2 separate regions of the Rattus norvegicus genome follow, and region 2 is linked to region 1. A link is a contact called in public Hi-C data. All regions are on one chromosome and are shown on one strand. The core of a region is the stretch at or near the end of the contact, and the rest is flanking DNA. Distances in the headings are between cores, read along the strand shown. Region 1 overlaps Chn1 (chimerin 1). Region 2 overlaps Chn1 (chimerin 1).

What was found. Hi-C and Micro-C count contacts between places; a contact is called where the count stands out from the background.
Region 2: a Hi-C map of frontal cortex shows a contact between it and region 1, with 3 times the contacts expected there. The contact joins two enhancer-like sites. A contact is called at or near these places in 2 of 12 Hi-C or Micro-C datasets (frontal cortex and prefrontal cortex).

What each region holds. Positions count from the first base shown.
Region 1 is chr3:78,955,648-78,960,841 of GRCr8, forward strand. It overlaps Chn1 (chimerin 1), which reads right to left. Exons shown (of 13, transcript NM_001399177.1): 7 at 4,361-4,438. Among named protein-coding and RNA genes, the nearest start is that of Serpinb8l1, 49 kb to the left of the region's middle. Within about 2 kb of position 2,109, at least 44 of the 93 cell types and tissues checked have an H3K27ac peak or open chromatin away from gene starts, as enhancers often do.
Region 2 is chr3:79,062,863-79,068,056 of GRCr8, forward strand. All of the region lies in intron 1 of Chn1 (chimerin 1), which reads right to left. Among named protein-coding and RNA genes, the nearest start is that of Chn1, 18 kb to the right of the region's middle. Within about 2 kb of position 3,224, at least 31 of the 93 cell types and tissues checked have an H3K27ac peak or open chromatin away from gene starts, as enhancers often do.

The sequences.
Region 1 (5,194 bases), core at 859-3,358:
GACTCTCTTAAAATTTAAAAAAAAAAAAGTGCAAAAAATGTGATGTTATCAGTTTTCATTTAATTTTTCAGAAGCCTGTAAATCTGATTAACATAAAGAACACGTCTTAAGTCTGTAAGTCTGATTAATATAAAGAACACGTCTTCAGAATGTACTTCGTATTGAGATTTTCTGTTGTCTGCAGAGTTGGTTTCAAAGTAACACGTCCACTATGTCACACTGTATATACTAAGTCAGTCAGTCACTCAGTCAACACCTCTTAAACATGTACCAGTTGCCAGCACTTTCCCACATATGGCAAAAAGGGAAAAAGATTAGAGTGGGGAGAAAGTGGTGAGGCGTTTAGTGGGTACAACACAGGGAGCAAGGAGGCACAGTCACTGAACATAAAATTTCAGTGCAGTGAAAGAACAAAACCAAAACTCCTCTCGATATGTATCAAACGGAAAGAGCAGAGGGCCCGGATCTGCGTGTCCCGGGGGGAAAGGAAAGACCCCTTTAGCAGGAGTGTGACCACTGCTGCCTTTCTGGTTGCCAAGCAGCAGGACACTCTGCCTGCTGGCCAGGTGCCTACTACATGTACATTTAGGAGGTCTTGATCATTAACCTTATCATGGAAGCCTCCTGTTATGGTGCTATTTGAATTATATCACCAATTTGCATTTTGGAAACCACTGCCTGCATCTTCTCTTGGAAACGGAGGACTTTATTGTACTCTGTAGTACATAAAATATTCAAGTGCTCTTATGTAAACCCCACTCTACCTGGGAGTTGAATGGGAGCTCCTAGGATCATCCAAGACTCTCTACCACACTGTGATCTACGCTAGGAGGAATCACTCTTTTATATAAATGAATCAATCGATATAAATCCAGAAAAAAACCCAGTTAGAGATAATATGTCATAATAAAAATAGTGGTCCATGTGCCTACATAGACCAGGAACTTAAATTTTCTGCTCTACAAGAGAGGCTTAGAGAGATTAAGCATTCAGGCCAATTAGGCAATGGTCCGTGTCACCAGCAAATGCCTAAGGACAGAGGCTGAGTCTCCAGTCCTTCCCAGAGCCTCAGAAGTCGGATGCAATCAATGACAGTGGAGGGTCGGGGGCAGCTGACTGCTTCTGTGTTCCTTTTGATTTTTTTTTAAGTTTTGTTTTCTACATGTGGTATTAGGACGGAGTAACGCTCTTTACAATAAAAACCCTCTTCACTTAGTGCGTGTTCCTGGTGCATAGAGACATGCACACAGATGGTTCTCTACTTCCACCATGCAGATCCCAGAGATAAAACCCTCAGCCAGGAGCCAAGGAAGTTCCTGGACCTACAGAGCCATTTCATCAGCTCAGAATAGAGTAACTCTTCAAAGAATTTGATTAGTTAGAAATACATTCAATTTTCATGTTAAATAAAAGTTAAATGAAAGTTTCATGTCAAAAGTTTATATACATTTAGAAATATCACATGGTACCTAATATATGTATAAATTTATATGTAATTATAAATAAAAACTAAAAATTATGAGGTACTGTGTGATGTTACATGGGTATACATCTCTAATATTCAAATCACGATAAACATGTCTCTTGAAACATTTGCTTCATTTTACATTTTGGTAAAAATATCTAGAATTCCTTCTGCTAGTTCTTTTGGAATTATGCTCAAATTTATACTGACATCTTACCAAGCTTCTACAGAATGTGGTATATTTACTGCTAAAATGATAACTTCCCTAAGATACAGGAGCCTTTCTCTGATGCAAGAACAGCAGAGGGGAGGGGAGTGAACAAGAGCGGGAGAGGAGGGGTCGGGAGGAGAGGAAAAGGTTACATAAAAGCAGAATCCATTTTTAAATGTTCCTCCTACAAATCCCCAGTCACAGGTCCAGCTGCTCCGAATGGCTTCCTCCTTGGTGAGTGTTTCCACCAAAGGTAACCGGTGCTCTTGCATTCACCCCAAAATGAGATTTGACAGCTGTGCACACCGCCAAGCAGCATTACATAACGAGCAGCTCAAGAGGCTGAAGAGAAAAGCACACTGAAAGGAGGCTTTGGTGAGGGGCCTGAGGTCACTGGAAAACACTCCACTGAGAGAAAGAAAGCTGCAGGCAGATCACATGGCTGGCAACCATGGAAACAGTCCAGTTTTCCCACAGTAGAGCTGACCGCACATGAGGACCACAGGCAGTGCCCTTCTAGGCCAGCATCTGATGGAGGGAGGTCCTGCTAGGGCTGCAATTCTTTCAGGAATATTCTCTGAAATCAAGTAGGACCCCTTCTTTTTTCTTTCTTACTTTTTTTTAAAAACATTTTTGAAAATGTTACTCCACAGGCACATTTTAAAAATAAGTTATTTTTAATAGGAGGAGTCAAATTCTGAGACTTCTGACCTTATTAGTGATTCTAAACACTGTGTAGAATGCTTCACTGTCCCACAGAAAACCCTTCTTGACATGGAGAGTTAAAGAACAGGCCTCAGCTAGGTTTTATCTGTGAACTCCAGAGAAAGAAGTCTCCCATGTTTCAATGTGCTTAAAACAGAAGAAAACCCAAATAAACAGACAAGTGTGCTGAGGCTGGGGTAGAGCCCCTGGTACAGTGTCTGCCTGGCTGTTCAGGGGTCTAGGCTCAGTCTCCAGCTGTGGTGGTGAGGGTCACACAGCTAATACTTCTGGATGCGCAGAGTTTACTTCTTATAACGCTGTGTGGAAAAAAAACCCTAAAAGAAATAATCTGCAGGAGAAGGGAAAGTATATGCTTGTTCATGCAAATTATTCAACAGACCCGTTTACTTCTAACCAATACAGGTAAGAAGCATTTACAGACCCCGATTTAGCACTGCCAGGATCATCTCATAGGCTGGCTTTGCCTGTGAGATGCACCTCTTTGAAGATACTTTGGAAGTCCCAGAATTTCTAGAATATGTGGATGATTCTTCCCTTCAAATGCATAGACATTTCATGGGCCATTTTCCTGGTAAAAGTCCTGTAAGACCAGGCTATAAATCACTCAAACTCAGCAGCCTTCAGGTATTTATTTGTTTTGTTTATTTTTGGTTTATAAGTGGATGATGTGGCTAAGACTGGATGTACATATTTCCATTTTCTGCCAATTTTTGATTCGTTGAACTGTCTCAATTCCATATTAAAGCAAAATATTGATTGAAAAGTAAGGTTCACATCATTAACCCCCAAACAGTATGAAGACTGCGATCTATTCCTCACTACAGAAAACACGGAGTACACAGAGGCATGTTTGTTTGCTTGTTGTTTTGTTTTTTAGCATGAGTAAAATAAATGCTAGTGTTCAAAGTCAGGATGAATTATAAATCTGGGATTAAGTCCCTTAGTAGAGAGTCTGGTGCATTCTATATGCTGAATAAATGTTAAATAAATTAACATAAAAAAACCAAATTTCCAGATCTAATACCTTTTTTGCAATCAAATATTCCCATTCTAATATCAGCATTAATAATATTCTGTGTAAACTCAAGATTCTTGAGTCTTTAGACAACTTTTATAGGAACTTTTGTACTATCGGGAAGGTGCTATAGAAATGCTGGCTCAGCTGCCTGCTCAGGGTGATTGGGTCTCCTTACACATGGCTTCAAGTTCCACATCCCTGATTTAGCATGTAAAGGGCACAACTTCAAGGCCTTACATCACACAGTAAGTATAGGTTAGATCTAGATACATCTCAGGCCAACATACATATACATATATATAATCTCCATAAAGGAAGATTCAGGTACACTGCATAAAACATATTACAGCAAGAATTAAAAACAATATAAGCAAGGTGAAAGCCGCCACAGAGAAACATAGGGAAGCTGCCAGTCAGAGCCTCTATGGTCACAGGGCAGCAATCTTCCTTTTATTGTGGTCAATTTATTAACGGAAGAAGGAGAGAAGACAGAAACTATGGGAAATGCATACCATCTGCTCACTCCAGATTCAACTACACATGCCTGCTACAGCAAAGCCTCTGACCAGAATTGGACAGATAAGACCTAATCCCTTCCTGAAATCACCAACAGAAGTAGATACATTGCAAAACAGATACATACATGCAAGACCAAACTCATGTTAGAGACCTTTATAACATCAGCTAAGCTCAGCAGTGTGCACACGGTGATCCCGGAGAACATTATCGCAGCACCTGAGAAAATGGGGCTGGATTTCTATGAGCTCAATTCAGCTCCTCCTTAAATAAAATAAAACCAGGATTTAAACATGTTCTTTCCTTGAATAGCAAGAACATTTCAGTCAAATCACCTTAATTTGTCAAGGATGAGCCTGGAACATTGCACATTCCAAGCACTGAGCAGTCCTCATAAGAAAAGGCTAGAAACAAATGCTCTTACCTTGAAATTGTGAACCTTCTCATATTTTGGAATTTGTTCATTTTCTTTCAGAGTTGCTCTTCTAACAAGTGATGTCAACTGCGAATAAGCAAAGAGTTTCAGAGGTTGCCAGATTGTCACAGACGACTTTTGAGAACCCAGTTTCATTCCCAAGGCTGCTATCAATAAATCTTGCTGACGGCCCTCTTGCTTTGATTTGTGAACTGTAGCTCTATTAGTTTTCCTCCCCGACCAGGACTCTTTGGATGGCATTTTGATACTCAAAGGAATAGAAAAACAAAAAACAAAAAACAAAAAACCCTGTATCAGCCTGCGACTGCCGGTGAACTCTACTCAGCTAACACATGAGCATGCTGCAGCCAGCTCAGAGCCCTAACCTAGAGAGCCGTGGCCACGCCACACACCAGAGCACAGGGAGGTGCAGAAGGGTGATGAAGCACTTCTTCACAAGGCCGATTAACACACAAATTCTCTCTTCCTTTTTTTTTTTAAACAGGGCTCTATATTTAAGCTTCTGCAAACTTAAAGAGTCTGGAGAGGAAATCAGTCTGTGTTAACACAGAAAACATGCAGCATCTCTCTTTGGGAGTCCTTTTTTAAAAAGCCTGACAATTGTGACAAATGACACATTGCTGAAAGCTTTCTTCTCTGCTCATCATGTCAATGTCCATTCTGAATGAGAGATGCCTACATACAGCCTGCAGTCAGTCGCTAGCAACAGACACCCGGCGAACTCACTTGCAGGAGGGGGTGAAGAGGGAGGGATTTGCAGGGGAAGCACGACTAGACTGGCCACAGTAAGAGAGGAGACAACCAATGAAAATCCAGTAACAG
Region 2 (5,194 bases), core at 1,974-4,473, 110 kb after region 1:
CGATGATGATGACAATGATGATGATGATGATGATGACAATGTCAATGAATAATGATGACAATGACGACGACGACGACCACGACGACGATGATGACAATGATGATGATGATGATGATGACGATGATGATGATGATGATGATGATGATGATGACAATGACAATGATGGTGATGACAACGGTGAAGATGACAATGATAATGATAATGATGATGACAGTGAGAGTGATGGTGCTAACAATGATGATGCATGTGTGCATTCATATGTGTACACATGTATGAAAGCCAGACGACAACCTTAGGTGTCTTTCTGAAAAATGTCACTCACTTCCTTTAAGACAGGGTCTCTTATTGGATTGGAACTTACTGACTAAATTAGGCTGACTGGCCAGTAACCCCCAGGACATTTCCGTCCCTGCTTCTTCAGTGCTGAAACTATAGGTGTGTGCTATTGTCCCTGGCATTTTACTTGGGTTCTGGGATTGAATTCATGACCTCTTGCTTACAGTGCAAGCACTTTAGTGAATGGTCTACATCTCCAACACCATCATGGGGTCTTAAGTCTATACAGATCTTTGTTCTAATCACACGCAATGGCAGCTGGCAGATAGGAAAAGAGCCACGTGTACTCATGTGTTGAGGGTCTTTGGAATATGGAGAAGGAAGAGGACCACAGTTAGTGCCTAGTCATTTTCCTTTATTGTTTCCTGTTTCCCAGAAGGAAATGCAGGAAGGAGTGCATTTTCTTGTCTTCCGATGGTGTCTGTGACGGTTCACGTTGGTCATCGACCTGATGGAATTTAGAATCAGCATGGAAAAAAATGTCTGAGTGTGTCGTGAGAGATCGGATCCCCTGGAATAGGTTAACTGGTGTGAGGAGACCATCTCCAAAGGTGGCCAGAGCCATTTCATGGGCTGTAATCCCATGTGGATAAAACGGAGAAAGTGAGCTGAGTGCCAACCATCACTTTCCCTCGCTTCCTGTCTGTGGATGGGATGTGACGCCAACTCCTGCCGCCATGCCTTCCGTGACTTGACAGCCTTCATGGCTGCAACATGAGACAAAATAAAGTCTGTTTTCCTTGAGGTGCCTTTGCTAGGTGTCTTGTTGCTGTGACAACACGAAACTACTAGAGCAGTGTTAAATGTAGATTGGAATAAGGTGGGCCTCATGGAGCATCTGTTACTGACACCAACCCCTTGGTTCCTTCACTGTAACGGCGTTCAGGTGTCTGCATTTTAAACACAGCTAACCAGACCACAGTGTTCTTTGTGTGTCCACTGAAATTACAGTTGGGAAACCAAGTATTTTTTTTTAAACTTAATAAAATATCTTTTATGACCAGGAAAAAAAAAAAGAAAAAAAGAATTAGGAATTGATAAGTACTAAAACTAGAATAGTTCCATATTATATTCCAAATTCTTTCTTGCCTTTAAATATAAAAATTACACAATTATCTGAAACAATTGCTAGTGGCCAGTGGTTTGTTTTGTTTTGTTTTGTTTTGTTTTTATGTATACATCATACAGCTTTCTGCCTGCATGTATGCCTGCAGGCCAGAAGAGGGCACCAGACCTGATTATAGATGGTTGTGAGCCCCCATGTGGTTGCTGGAAACTGAACTCAGGACCTCTTGGAAGAGCAGACAGTGCTCTTAACCTCTGAGCCATCTCTCCGCCCAGTGGCCAGTGTTCTTGTAAATGCCATTATTTGAAGATTGCTAAAAACTAGACTATCCTCATCTCCCATGCTTTCTTACAAAAGGGCACTTTTACCTGTGGTGCCAACAGGATTCTATCAGAAGTATCAATAAATTAAAATTTCTTTATAATAGATAGTGGCTAGAGTACTTCATGCTCCCTATTTCATAAAGAAAAGTTAAAATAAAACAGTATAGAAGAGAGAAAATGGTTTATATGAAATATATGTAGATTATCAATGGCCACTCAAGTCTGTCCATCCAGACCCATTTTTGGCCAGTCCTGTTTCCTCTGTGGTCCAAAAGGTTCTATCTATAGACTTGTGCCCTGGCTCCTCACTGGACTGGGTTAACTGAAGACACTGTCATGAAGAGGAAGACAGTGCCTTTTCATAAGGAAATGAGGTGGCAGTGTGGCTCCTATGGAGACGACATTATAGTAAGGACTATTATTGATATATTAAACTTTGAGTGGCTCTAGAATATAATATATTCCATTGATAATGTGCATGTGATGTGTGTGTATGTTTGTAAATATCTTCCATTTCATTATATACAGTACATAGGTAATAAAATAAACCTCTATTTTCTTTTTTCTTTTTTTTCTTTTTTTTTGGTTCTTTTTTTCGGAGCTGGGGACCGAACCCAGGGCCTTGCGCTTCCTAGGTAAGCGCTCTACCACTGAGCTAAATCCCCAGCCCCTATTTTCTTTTTAAGGCACTTAAAGGGCAAATACAATGAATGGAGGCAGCCCTTTCTAGTTTACAGCTTTCAAAATAACCTTAACATCTTCAACAGAAGAACCAGCTCCTCTCTAAAAATGAACACATTTCCAAGTACTAAATTTAAGACTCAAACTTTGTACATTTTGTTGACTCTCCTTAAACTGAAGGGAAAGAGGACACAGGGTGGCAAGTGCCATCTTGTGGGCATCCTAGAAACTGTTCTGAGTCTCAGAGCCAATCTTTACAAATGTTTACAAGATTCCAAATAAACAAACTGTTATTGTAATTTAAATAAAAAGAGTAACTCTGCCAGGACCTCAGGTCAGTGCCTACAATAAACTGTGTTTGTGTGAGTAGAGAGCTGAGGCAGGCTTGCACTTCATCCCAGGCTTTCCTGGAACTTCTTACGTAGCCCAGGCTGGCCTCAGCCTCAGTGACCCAGCTGGGATTACAGCTATGCACTAGCATACCCAGCACATTTGTGACTAAGATCCTTCCTTCTAAAGAACCTGGGATGTTTCTAGTCACATCACAACATCTGTCTCTTACCTGCAGGAGCTAGTCTGGAAAATGGAGGTTGAGACTGCCATATATCGAATGGAGTTTCAAAAGCGTCTAGTTGGAGAAGTTAGAATAATTCTCCCAGTTTCATGATATAACAAACAAAGTTACAGAACACCATGTCTCAATAAACAAACAAACAGTAAAATGGGAGAAGGTGCTTTCCACAAAACCCAAACCAAAAGAAGTTATCAAAAATCTAAAATACAGTGCAATTAATGAACAGATACACCCATAAGTCCATAAGCTTTGTGCACATGTCTGATAAGCAGAAGTTCATGACAATTCAGGTGATCTGGAGGTCTCGGCTCAGTTGCAATGTAAGGTGCTTGCCTCGAGTCATGAGGCTCCATAAAAAAGATATTATACAACATAGCAACGCTACACACACACACACAGAGGGAGGGAGGGAGGGACGGAGAGAGAGAAAGAGAGAGAGAGAGAGAGAGAGAGGGAGCGCGCACGCTCCCTTTTCTCACAACGATGAATGAAGTCCACCCACTGCACACATGGTCTTCAGTTTGAAGACCATGCAGCTCAGCAGTATCGCCACAGCCTGCTTCAGTCTTTAAAACCTGTACCTTGTCTAACAGGCCCTAGGTCTGATCACTGGCACCACCCAAAATAACGGTTTCTTGTCATGTAAAAGATGTCAGCTAAAAAGAGCTGGACAGGGAGATGGGAACTGGTAAAGTGCCTGTCACCCAAGCATGAGTACCTAAGTTCAGATAACTAACAACCACATAAAAATCAGGCATAGTCCCATGTGTCTGTAACCCCAGAACTGGTAAGGATCCCTGGAGCTCAATGTATCCTAAAATATATGAGAAAACGAAGATGAAATTTTTAGGGCATATTTCTTTTTGTTATCTAATATCACTTCACTGAAAATGCATTAATTTTCCTTCCTAATCTGATAATGAAACATTTTACTATAAAATTAGAAAATGCTAGGTGTTATCTGCTGAAATCTTATAATTTTTAATTTAAAATTATTTCTTAAAAATGTAGAAGAATTTCAAATGCCTGTCTTGATTAGAAGATGAGGTCACATAGCATTGTGTGTGTGGCCACACCTCAAAGAAACAAGGTCTGGAGACTGAGTACAGACACTGCTTTCTTACTCCGTCTGGAAGCTGGAGCATGTGCGCGTGTGCATGTGTGGAGATGGGAAGGAGGGGTGGAAACAGGGAGACTAGCGAGAGCAAGAGCTCAGAGCTCCCCTGTCTGGACAGACCTAGGAAAGCAGCAGGGGAAGCAAGGCAGGGCCCTCAAGATCACCACCTCCATCTCTGGAAACTCACATGAGGCCTCAACAATGAGTGCCCTACACCAGCAGCGCCTGCATCCTCCTTTCTATTATCCTATTTTTGGTCCATCTTGCTCTTTTTTCTTGTCTGTTTGAGGCAATGTATCCATATGACTTCAATTGAAAGAATAAAGTGACAAGACTAGAGGACCTGGTTTTTATCAAGGAATATAACTCCAAGGTCCAGGAGTAACTTTTAAACACACAATGAAGAAAAATTGCTAAATTTTGTTTTTTTAAAGGTTCTCTTTTCTTTTCCTTCCTCTGATTGTGTGGCCCTGGTGTCTGAAACTCACTTGTAGATCAGGCTGGCCTCTTAACTCAGAGACCTGCCTTCCTCTGCCTCCCAAGTGGTGGGATAAAGACTCTCTTCTTTAACTATGTAGACTGTTACCATGAGCATCTCTGGGACCCTGAGGAGTTAACAAACGACATCCAACTACCAAACAGTAACAGCACAAAACAATATGGAGAGCAGCAGCCAAGGCAACTGCATCAGCAGTTTCACCATGAATTGAAATGTTGTAAGTAGTACATGAAATGTCCCGTAAGCCACCGAGCTCCTTCCCCCTCCCTTTTCCCCTCTGCTTTTTCACATGGTCTCCTGTGAGATTTGCTGGCCTTGAACTCACTGTGCAGCTGAGCAAGACTCTGAAGTCCAGGCCACACTGCTTCACATCCCAAGCTCCAGAACTACAGATGTGGACCATCATCCCTAGTTCCTGGGTTGACTTCCTTTAGGGACCACAGCTTAATTATTCTAGCATATCCTGGAAAGCAGTTATGTGAGCTTTGTGCTCCACTGCCTGTTTTCTTCTGAAAACACTTAGGGACCTGGGCACAGTGGTACAGTTGTAAACACAGAACTCAGGAGATAGAAGCAGGAGGGTTATAAATTCTAATTC